Linked DNA regions of Mus musculus: region 2 is linked to region 1. A link is a contact called in public Hi-C data. All regions are on one chromosome and are shown on one strand. Each heading gives the region's core, a stretch centred on a gene start, on an enhancer-like site or on the middle of the called end of the contact. The rest is flanking DNA. Distances are from core to core; before and after follow the strand shown.

Evidence for each region. Hi-C and Micro-C count contacts between places; a contact is called where the count stands out from the background.
Region 2: a contact with region 1 is called in a Hi-C map of cerebellum, with 1.6 times the contacts expected there. The contact joins the enhancer-like site here to the promoter of Grid2 in region 1. A contact is called at or near these places in 1 of 39 promoter capture datasets (pre-B cells), 1 of 484 Hi-C or Micro-C datasets (cerebellum), 1 of 115 datasets of contacts at active chromatin or transcription factors (astrocytes) and 1 of 9 other capture datasets (liver).

Annotation. Positions count from the first base shown.
Region 1 is chr6:63,253,345-63,258,139 of GRCm38.p6, forward strand. It overlaps Grid2 (glutamate receptor, ionotropic, delta 2), which reads left to right and starts at 2,662. Exons shown (of 16, transcript NM_008167.3): 1 at 2,662-3,600. The coding sequence starts at 3,513.
Region 2 is chr6:63,730,937-63,735,836 of GRCm38.p6, forward strand. All of the region lies in intron 2 of Grid2 (glutamate receptor, ionotropic, delta 2), which reads left to right. Among named protein-coding and RNA genes, the nearest start is that of Grid2, 480 kb to the left of the region's middle. Within about 2 kb of position 3,110, at least 4 of the 459 cell types and tissues checked have an H3K27ac peak or open chromatin away from gene starts, as enhancers often do. A contact at or near this core is called in cerebellum, where this site is marked.

The sequences.
Region 1 (4,795 bases), core at 1,412-3,911:
ATTAATACAAAGCCAATTAATTAGGGCTCAGTGTGCATAGGAATTACTTGGACACAGAAAAGGCTGCTGTTCCTAAATTGAAACCAGTAGGCTGATGGTGTTACTACGTTTCTTGCTTTTCTTGCTTGGAAAGCTTCAACCCATGTTTGAGTACCTGTTTTAATTGACAGGGGTTGATCATTATATCTTGGCGTGTTTCAGGATGTGTCACCCAAATTTCTTTAGATGCCCAAGTATTAGAATAGTGGTTCTGAACTATGACTACCTCTTAGGGGCACTTACAGAAGTGGGTTGGTTATAAATGCTAAGCTTTGGAGTTTTTGACTTAATTATACTTACACAAGCCCTTTGCAAAGAAGCACAGGTGTTCTTGTTTAGTTCTTGTTTCTTTGACACAAACTAGAGTCACCTGGGAAGAGAGAATCTCAATTGAGAAAGTGCCTCCAGATTGGTCTGTTGAGCATGCCAATATAGCATTTTCTTAATTTATAGCTGACATGTAAGGGTTCAACCCTCTGTCTAGCTTGCCACTTTAGGCAAGTGGGTAGCTCTGGGTTGATTAAGAGAGCAGACCCAGAAATCTGTGAGTAGGAAGCCAGTAAGCAGCATTATTCTATTGCCTCCAGGTTGTTGATTGACTTACTGTCCTGGCTTTCCTCAATGACAGAGAGTTAAAGACATGGAATTATAAGCCAAATAAACCTGCTTTTTCTGTTCAAGTTGGTTTGGTTTAGTCAATGTTTTGTCACAGAAACAGAAGGTACATAAAGGCACCTGATTATTCTATAGTGTGTTTATGATAGGAAACTACTAAATGGAGGATTTTGGAACAAATGCAATATTTTGTTTACGGTACATTAAAAGAAGTTTCTAGTAGATTATATGACCACAAATATATTTAGTTACTAGTTATCTCTAAGAACAGCACTGAATAAGGTTAGGATGGGATGACACAATTTTGTTCGAAGGTTTCAGCTATCAATCTTCTTCTAAGATATGATATTGCTGTGTCCATCTTAAATGATGACTTCCCAATTTCTCCTGATAGAACACACAGTGAGTCACTAGCTTTTAAAATGAACCATAGTCCTGTGTGGACATACACCCGTTTTTAAAAATTCATCATCTGTATCAACATTTATGGAAGTGCATCAAAATACTCTGAATAGTAGATGACATCAATAATAACATGAAGATCATCCGTATTGAATTCATGGTGGGGAAATGAACAGATGATGAAAAGTGATTGGGAAGTGCAGTCAGTGATGGCTTCCTGGAAGTACTGGTTTGTTCTAGATTCAGAAGAATTGAAATTCAACAACTGGGGCTCTGTGCAAATCAATGTTATCCAAAACATGTGTATAAGTCCCAACCATCAGTGAAGACATTGGTGAGCTCATTTTAAAGTAGTGTTTCTTTTAGACTCCATGGAAGACTGCATTGAGAGCCTAGGAGATGGGTGGGATTATTTCATACTCAAGGGTCGGGCAGTGTTTCATGAGTGACAGGTTTCTGCTCTTGAGGTGCTGAGGGACTTGAATGACTTTATTGTAATCCATGAGATACTGTTGATGTGAGCAGCAAAAGAACAAAACATTTTCTCGAACGTCCAGGGATGGAATTTACAAAATGAAGGAAAGTTAGGATATTTCAGACGCGAGAATAGGCAACTAAGTCAAATCATCAAGATAGTAGAAAAGGGGTCAGTGAGGAAACAGGAACAAAAGATCTTAGCCAGATTCACAATGAACTTGGGTTCTGATATCCATCCCCCAGGTAACAAGTTTCCCAGCCAGTGGACTACGTTTGTAATTGAAACAGTATCAGAGCTGTTAATAGCTGACCTCAGTTACACACTTGATTGAGTTAACAGAACCCCCTTCTGCAATAAGATGGAAGGATATAAACTAGTCATTAGAAGTCACCAAGAGCAGGGGTAAAGCTTGCACAAAATCCCTTCTTTTAAGGCCGGGACCTTACCTTACAGTGCATCTGCAGGCTCCCCAAGAACAGCAAGTAGCTTCCCTGTGGCTACTTAACTGCACAGGTGATTAACTTAATGCAGGATTTTGACGACTGAGGCTGTTTTGTTTGTTTTGTTTTATTGTCCTTAACATTTTTAGATATATATTTGAATGTCAAGACTGTCTGTTTTCTAACAGTATATCAAAATTCTTTCTGCATTTTGATTGCCTTAAAAACACCAGAGACCGAAAGGGGGGGGGGGGGAGCAACCCACTGTTTAAAGGTAATTAGCACGTTCTCCGCTTTTTATAACTTTATAATTGAAATCTCATTAAAAGCTTTCTAGGTCTTCTTTTCCCTAAGTGACTAGGTGTCCCTAATTTGTTCTTAGCCAATGTGACTAATTCCAGACGACGCCTAGAAAAAAGTCCGGTACCTGTTGGGGGATAGCAAGGTTAAATAAGTGGGGTGGCTTTTTAGGTTGTTTTTATAACCTACGGGGAAAAACAAAAACATCCAAAAAAAAAAAAAAAACCGTCAAGGCAGGTGGGGGACTTCACTGCCTTCTCTTTGAGTCCTGCCTTTCTCAGTCCGGGTGAAGATTCCCAGGGAATTGAGAGCGCGGTTTTGTTTCTCCCTTGTATTGCAGATAGGGGGAGGAGGTGGTTATTAGAAGCTCTTCCTCTCTCGGTTCCCCTCTCCGCCTGACAGCACCGCTCTCTTGCGGACTCGCTTCTCCTAGGTGATCCATTTCTAGGCAACGTGGGGCTGCAGCGGAGCTTGCCAGGCTGCTGTTGGCTTCCCGCATCCCGCCAGGCGAGCGGCTCGGGAGCATCCTGCAGCCGCGGCTCCGCGCGCCGGCCTGGCCCGCTGCTCGCTCCCGCCGGACTCCCCCGCCACCGCGCCCGCCGCGCCAGCTCCGGGGCCCGTCTCGCGCCGAAGGGGAGTATTCTCTGCATTACTAGCTGCATTACCTTCAAGTTCACTTTTGCCACCCCTCCCGAAGCGGACCTCCCCCTCCCCGCTGGAATCTGGCGACTCCGATCGCATCTTCATCCTCGCTGGTGGCACTGAGAGCTGGCCGCGAGGCGCCACGACCGCGCACGGCCCCGGGTGGAGGGGCTCGGCGGCGGGGGAGGGCGCGGGCACATCCGGCGCGGGGGTGCCCAAGTTGCGGCGGAGCTGGGACCCGCCACCGCGGCCCCCGTGCGGCCACGGCCACCGTCTGAGCGCCAGCCTCGCCCCCCGTCCGAGAGCAGCCAAGGCTGGATACATTTTTTAAAAAGCCCAACTGCAAACAACTCTGGCAATGCCAAAATTCCCCTCCGAGTGACAGGGCTTGGGAGGAGGCTGCCTCTGGCTGTGCTAGCTCTCGGGTCGCCCGTGCCTCTTCTGTGACCAGAAAAGATTGTGCTGTAAAGAGGGATTTGGAAATTAGGGGGAAAGCTGCACTCAACTCTATCCTGACCTCAAACTCTGTGGACCGCTTAAGAGAATATCTACGTCTTGGAAGCAAAGTCGTGGTCAAGGAGGATCGGCATCGGAGGATGGAAGTTTTCCCCTTGCTCTTGTTTCTGTCCTTCTGTTGGTCTCGAACCTGGGACCTGGCGACCGCTGATTCTATCATCCACATCGGTAAGACAGGGCTTCTGTGGCTTGTGGCGACTTTCCCTAACGTTTCCTTGGCTGTGATCTCTGCTTCCCCACCCCCTCGAGCCTCCGGCTGCTGCCAGAGTGGCCTAGGTTCGCTCCCCTCGGTGCCCGCGCTCTCACGGGCTCAGCTTTCCCTAAGCAGTGACTGAGCCTCGCGGCGCGGAGTGAGGCCGTGTGTGGAGTGCGGGCCGGGCACTAGAGGCTCACGCCTGCCTCCGCGCAGGAGTGTGGGGAGTGTGGGGACTCCGGGTGTGGGGAGAAGGAAGTTTGATTGACTCTATCTTCTCGATTTTTCCCGGATGTACATTTGAGCCATTAAAAAAAAATCATAGGGGGTAAGGCTGGCAGTGGCATCCGCGGGGGAGAGATGCGGGCTGGGGCCGGGGGCGCTCCCCGCGGCTCGAACAGGTGGTTTTGCATCCTGAGCGGCCGAGTCCGCTGCGGCGATCGATGCGGACTCCCAAGCTCGCCGTCCTCTGCGGTTCCCGCGACTCGGAGGCTGGAGAGGATGGCGGGGCACTCGCTCCCAGTCCGGGGCGTGGGAGACGCCAATGCCGGCGCAGGCCGCTCCGGTGCCCGGCACAGACACGGTGGCCTCTGACAGCCATCTCCAGAGCTGCTCCCGGGCGAGCTGAGTCCGGGCGCCCCGAGGCCCCGCGGGTCGCCAGGCTCCTGGCCCCACCTATTGGCGAGCCGAGCGTCCGGGCAACGTGGCTGGAGCGGCGGGGCTCGAGTCATTATCATGCAGGGTGCCCGCAGCGAGGGCTCCAACTCTTCTCACTTGCTAATCCCTGAGAGCTAAGTGGAGACTGGCTTTTGCAGCCTTTTTTTTTTTTTTTTTTTTTCCGCGTTAATGTGATGATTTCCTTTTCGGCAATTCGCCCCCTGGGCAAGCAAGGTTCATTTGCTGGGCTGCAGTGAGGCCCCTCTGGAGGATTTTTTTTTTTTTTCTTTTTTGGGTACAGGAGTTTTATCAGTACAAATGGTTTCCTGTTCTGCAAATCCTGGCGACAGATGGGTCACAGCTTCTTTGCCCTTCTACCGTGGCGCGCGCGCGCGCGCGTACACACACACACACACACACACACACACACACACACACGTGGCAGGTGAAGCAGCTGCAGGTGGTAGTTACTTCCAAGCAAGGGGCTTCTGTCTGGTGTGTTTGTGCCTGTGG
Region 2 (4,900 bases), core at 1,860-4,359, 480 kb after region 1:
AGCTGAATCACAGAAATGCAATCTATCTAGCTTTCAGTCCTGTCCTTTATGGAAACTCTGCTCCCCTGTGGGAGGGAAACAGTAGCCTGCCATTAATTTATTGTTTCTTTAGTAGTGCCCTCATTGAACCAATTATGTTAGTAATCATTGTCTAAGTACTTAACAACATTTTAATCTTATCACCAACTTTATTGTCACTGCTTTTTTGAAGCTTATTTTGTATTTATGTTACAATAGTGGGAATGGTTGAGCCTGTTCTAATTCCTTCCCAGGCACTTTTCTGTTCACTAACTTTGCTTGAGTAGATTGTAGAGTAGAGACACAGAGTAGATTGCCTGTAACTATGTACTGGAGGAAAGGAAAGCAAACTCTTGGGACCACTATTATTTCCAGTCCTCCATTCCTAATGCTCTCCCTTCACCATGCTTCATCTAGAATTTCAATGCCCAGTCCTGCTTATAGCAGCTTAAGAAACAAAACCTGTGATACCCCATCACCAACACCTTTATTTTCCTTTTCATAATCATGTTTGCTTTTCTAAATATTCTTGTTTACTTTCTGGTTCTCACTAAAATATGGGATCCTGTTCCCCGACATCTCTGTTTGGTTGTGGATATATCACAGGTTTGCCCACTATTCCTCAAAGAACTGTTCTGCCTGGCTTGCATATAGCATTTCATGGCTCCAAGGTAGCCCAAACTTATGAAGCCAACCCTGCCTCACATTGCAGAAATGTCTAAGCACTTTTGGACCATCAGTTTAACCTTAGTAAAACTATAATCTAAAATCTTTACTCTTATTACATAGTGATGTTAGGTAAGAACTCTTTACATAAGAATCAGAAACGTTCCACTCTTCAAGAATGTTAAGATAACTATAGCCAGTAGTAAGGAGTGTCTTAAAAATTAAATGTTAAAAAAGGTGAGGTAGTAATATTCACAGCACCAATCAATAAACAAAAAAGCATCTAATTTAATTATGGCTCTTTTCTTCTACAATATTCACTTGTGATTCATGGTTATTTATAAGAGAACAACTTCTGCTGGTTCTGGTTATTGTTTTGGCTTGAGTTTTCAATTCTCAGTGCTTACCCAGCATCTTTGCAGGCTACACTTACTGTTTACATTGGAAATCCATACTGAAAACAGTACGACATGCATCACTGTTTGTGGGACACATTATCTTCCTGAGATTCCTATGCCATGCACAATTATTACTCCAAGAGTACCCTCCCATCCCCACCGTCAAATAGAAAGTGACAGTGCCTGGTACTTTGCAGCTTAGCAAAATGTCTCTTAGGAAAGTCCTTATTCAGCATAAATATGAGCTGCTCTGGAGATGTTTCATACATGCTAACTGCCTAATGTAGTTTTAGGCATACTCAGATGTAATTATATGAATAATATCTGCAAGGGAATTTGTTCTTGCTTCGTTTTCTTTTAAACGCCGAAGGCTCAGTGCTGGCAACATTGCTTTGGAAGGAAATCAAGTCCTCTGCAGAAGAGTGGCACTTGAGACAGACTGCAAATGCACAATGGCTTTTAGAAATCTGTTATTTACCAGCAATTATTTTCTACTCACTTATCTGTCAACGTGTTCCCATTTAACCAACTGATTAATACTGAGTAACTTTCTGCTTTGATTCTAAAATAACAAAACTTCAAAGCTACCTTGGAATTATATTGGGCAGAGCCTTAGAATTTTCCTGCTTCATGCTGACTGGCTGGAGTTTGATTACTCTTTTGTATTAGAATTATAAGCTTTTAACCTACCACCTGGAAATGTGGATATATCTGCATTTCTTTATGTAGATATAATTTATCTAGAGAGAGGGAAAAGTACATTCCAGGAACTAGTGGAACTTTGGATGCAACTTGAGGCAGGTTCTCATCTCCTTCCACAAGGTGTGCCTCAGGTCTTTTACACAGGCATTTGAACTCGGCAGGTACCATCACTGAATGAGCCATCTTCTACCTCAGTATTACCCTCCACAGTTCTTTGTGCATCTTTTTGATTCTACAGTCTATGCGGTTTTTCTAGAATGTTAGCACAAGTAATTTCTTCATATTTGTTTTCCCAGATAGCCTGTAAAAAGTCTCAAGATTGTCCACTTAGTTGTATATTTAGGCAAGAAGAATAATCAGACTAAATTTCAAAAACTGACACAGAATTTTACCAGTTTAGATTAAATCACACCAGACTGCTTTGCTCTCCCACTCTTTCAATGTCCTGCAACATTTATTATAAATTCTAAATCAGCTTTAACCATCAGAGGAGCTGGGTCTTTAAAAGACTTTTTACACATAATTCTGGTCAATAGTTTTCTTGCATGCTTTAACTATGTTATAAAAAGTATGTTCACCTTATAGCTTAGATTATGTATGGAGAGGCAGAGATGAAATTTGATGGGAAGGTAGCCAAAGGAATTGTTTCTATTGGTCTTGTTCGTATTAGGGTACCTTGGCAGGGAGATTTTTGAAGTTCCTGAGTGTTATTAAGGTACCCATGAGGCACTCAAGCAATGTTATATACCAAAGATCAACTTCCATTAGAACAGAATGGGTGCATCTTTCAACCACATAGACTTAGCCAATATCTTTCAGAGTGAGAAATGCCAAAGAAAGCTTAGCATTCACAGCAATATGTATTGTTTTGTTTCAGGATGAAAACAGTTAAGAGTCAACATGATCCCTCTTAACAAGACAAACAATGTTGACCAGTTTCCTAACATTTCTATGCACATATTATTTAAATGTAATTAAAATATTTGAGTTCTAGTTTCACAATGACTGCCATTGCAACTATGACAGAAGTCTGGCTTACTCACAGCCAAACAAAAAATCAACAGACAAAAGACCTTCTCAACTGTCCTGTGAAAGAAATTTGCATTGTTGACCAAAACTTTTTAGTCACTTCCCATGGGAAAAGAAGTTCTTTTGGAGGGCAACGCAGAATAGTTTGGCATGTGCTGACACTTCTTCTATCTTTTCAATGGCAAAATCATTTCCAGGCCACCAGACACAGTGAATAATTCCTGAATGCTACATGTGGCGTGGCCAGGATGACAGTACTGCCATCTGGAATAATAACAAAATTTCCTCACAGCAGACATCCTTTCTGGAAAGATCACTCATGCAGATCATGTGTCCAGTCCTTCATTTCTTCTGGCTTTTCCCCCTGGACTGTGCAATGACAGCAGAATTCAGTTACAGTAGCATTATGTTTTTACTGCATAGGTGAGCTTCCTGGACCACACCAGATTGCCTTTCTGGTATCCATGGGTTTTAGGGAGGATCCAGCAACTGTAATACTAAAAACAGCACTGTTGTCAGCTTTTCATCTAGTGTGTGGAGTTTACATTGCTATTGGGCATGAAGATCCTGGACCATAGACTGCAGAAATTATAGAAATACCTGGGAAACTAAGCAACTTTCTTAAATCAGATCGCCAAACAGGAATGGAGCCTCTCATAACAATATCCAGATTCCACCCACTCCCAACAGTCTTTTTTATTGATCAACTAATCTGCAGCCTTTCTGGGAAACAGTTCCATTTTTTTTTTGTTCTCTTGTGGAGTTTTCTTTATTAATTGGTGGTTTTTTTTTCTTTTAACATTTTGAGAAGTTAAGAGAGAGTTGTCTTGCTATTAAATAAATACCGAAACTATAAGAGTAAACATATCAAGAGTAGTGTGGTCAGGCTTGCAGTTATCAGTGACTTCTGCTGTTTTTAAATTTCATCCTCCCTTGTTCTTTCTTGGATTCTTTGACCCAGCAATCAGTATTTCTGCTATATTCAATTGATAATTGCTTGCAAAGAAAATATTAGTTCTTTATTTTCTTTTATTTAAAAAAAATGTATTGATCCTTGTAAGTTTCACCCTCATATCTGTTCTTCACACTTGCAATTTTCCCCTTTATTAACACCACACACACACACACACACACAAACACACACACACACACACACAATCATAAAAGAAAATCTCAGTGTAGAAGCTGTAGTGTGTCACAATCTGTTCCAGAGTATATCCCTACCCCCCCTCACATCTGCATTTGTAAATATTCATTGCCATAACTTCAGGGTCTAGTTTGAGGTCTCTGGCTTTTGTGACATCATCAACATTGGCTTCTCACGGTGACTGCTTCACATTATCTGGTTGTTGCCCGGTGTCCTGGAGCTTTTGGTCAGCAGGACTGGCCTTTTCCCACTGCTGGCAGATGATGTAGGTTTTCTCCTGCGTCAGTTCAAAGCTGGGTAGTAACTGAGATGGTCAGTGCTTCAGCTCTCCCTTACGGCTTAGGCAAGCACCACCTGGGTGAGGTCTCCAGCCCTGCTTAGGCAAGGTAACATAACATCCTCTGCATCTCCTGCACCCACACCTCTGGACCAAGCTCCACAGTGCTGCTCAATCAAACTGTGTGGCCCAATGTCCCAAATGCTGGCACCTTCCTGTCAAGGTGTGGGGCTCAATTTCCTAAGTGCTGCAGCCTGTGAGGGGCTGGGGCATCTCTTCTGATCTCTCACCCTCAGGACTGGCTCACTATGCATTTGTATCAAGACCAGCTCCACTGTGCTGCCCAGAAGAGGTGCAGGGCCTGCTTTATGGAGTGCTACAGCCAGTGAAAGGGTCTGGCTAGATCTCATGCTCTCTTGCATCTAATGATATATACCCTGACTCAGTTAGTCTGCACTCTCACACTTATCTTTAATAAACAGAACATAAGTAGGCACTATGATTGTTCTGGATAATGAAATTGGAGAGTATTTATATAGCAACCTGATTATGTTGCATTGTCTAGCCTGTTCTGGGATTCCAGAGGGAAAGACTGTGATGAGGAAGAACTGAACATGAACAGAATTAAGAAAATCTCTAGGAATCACTCTACATTTTACAGAA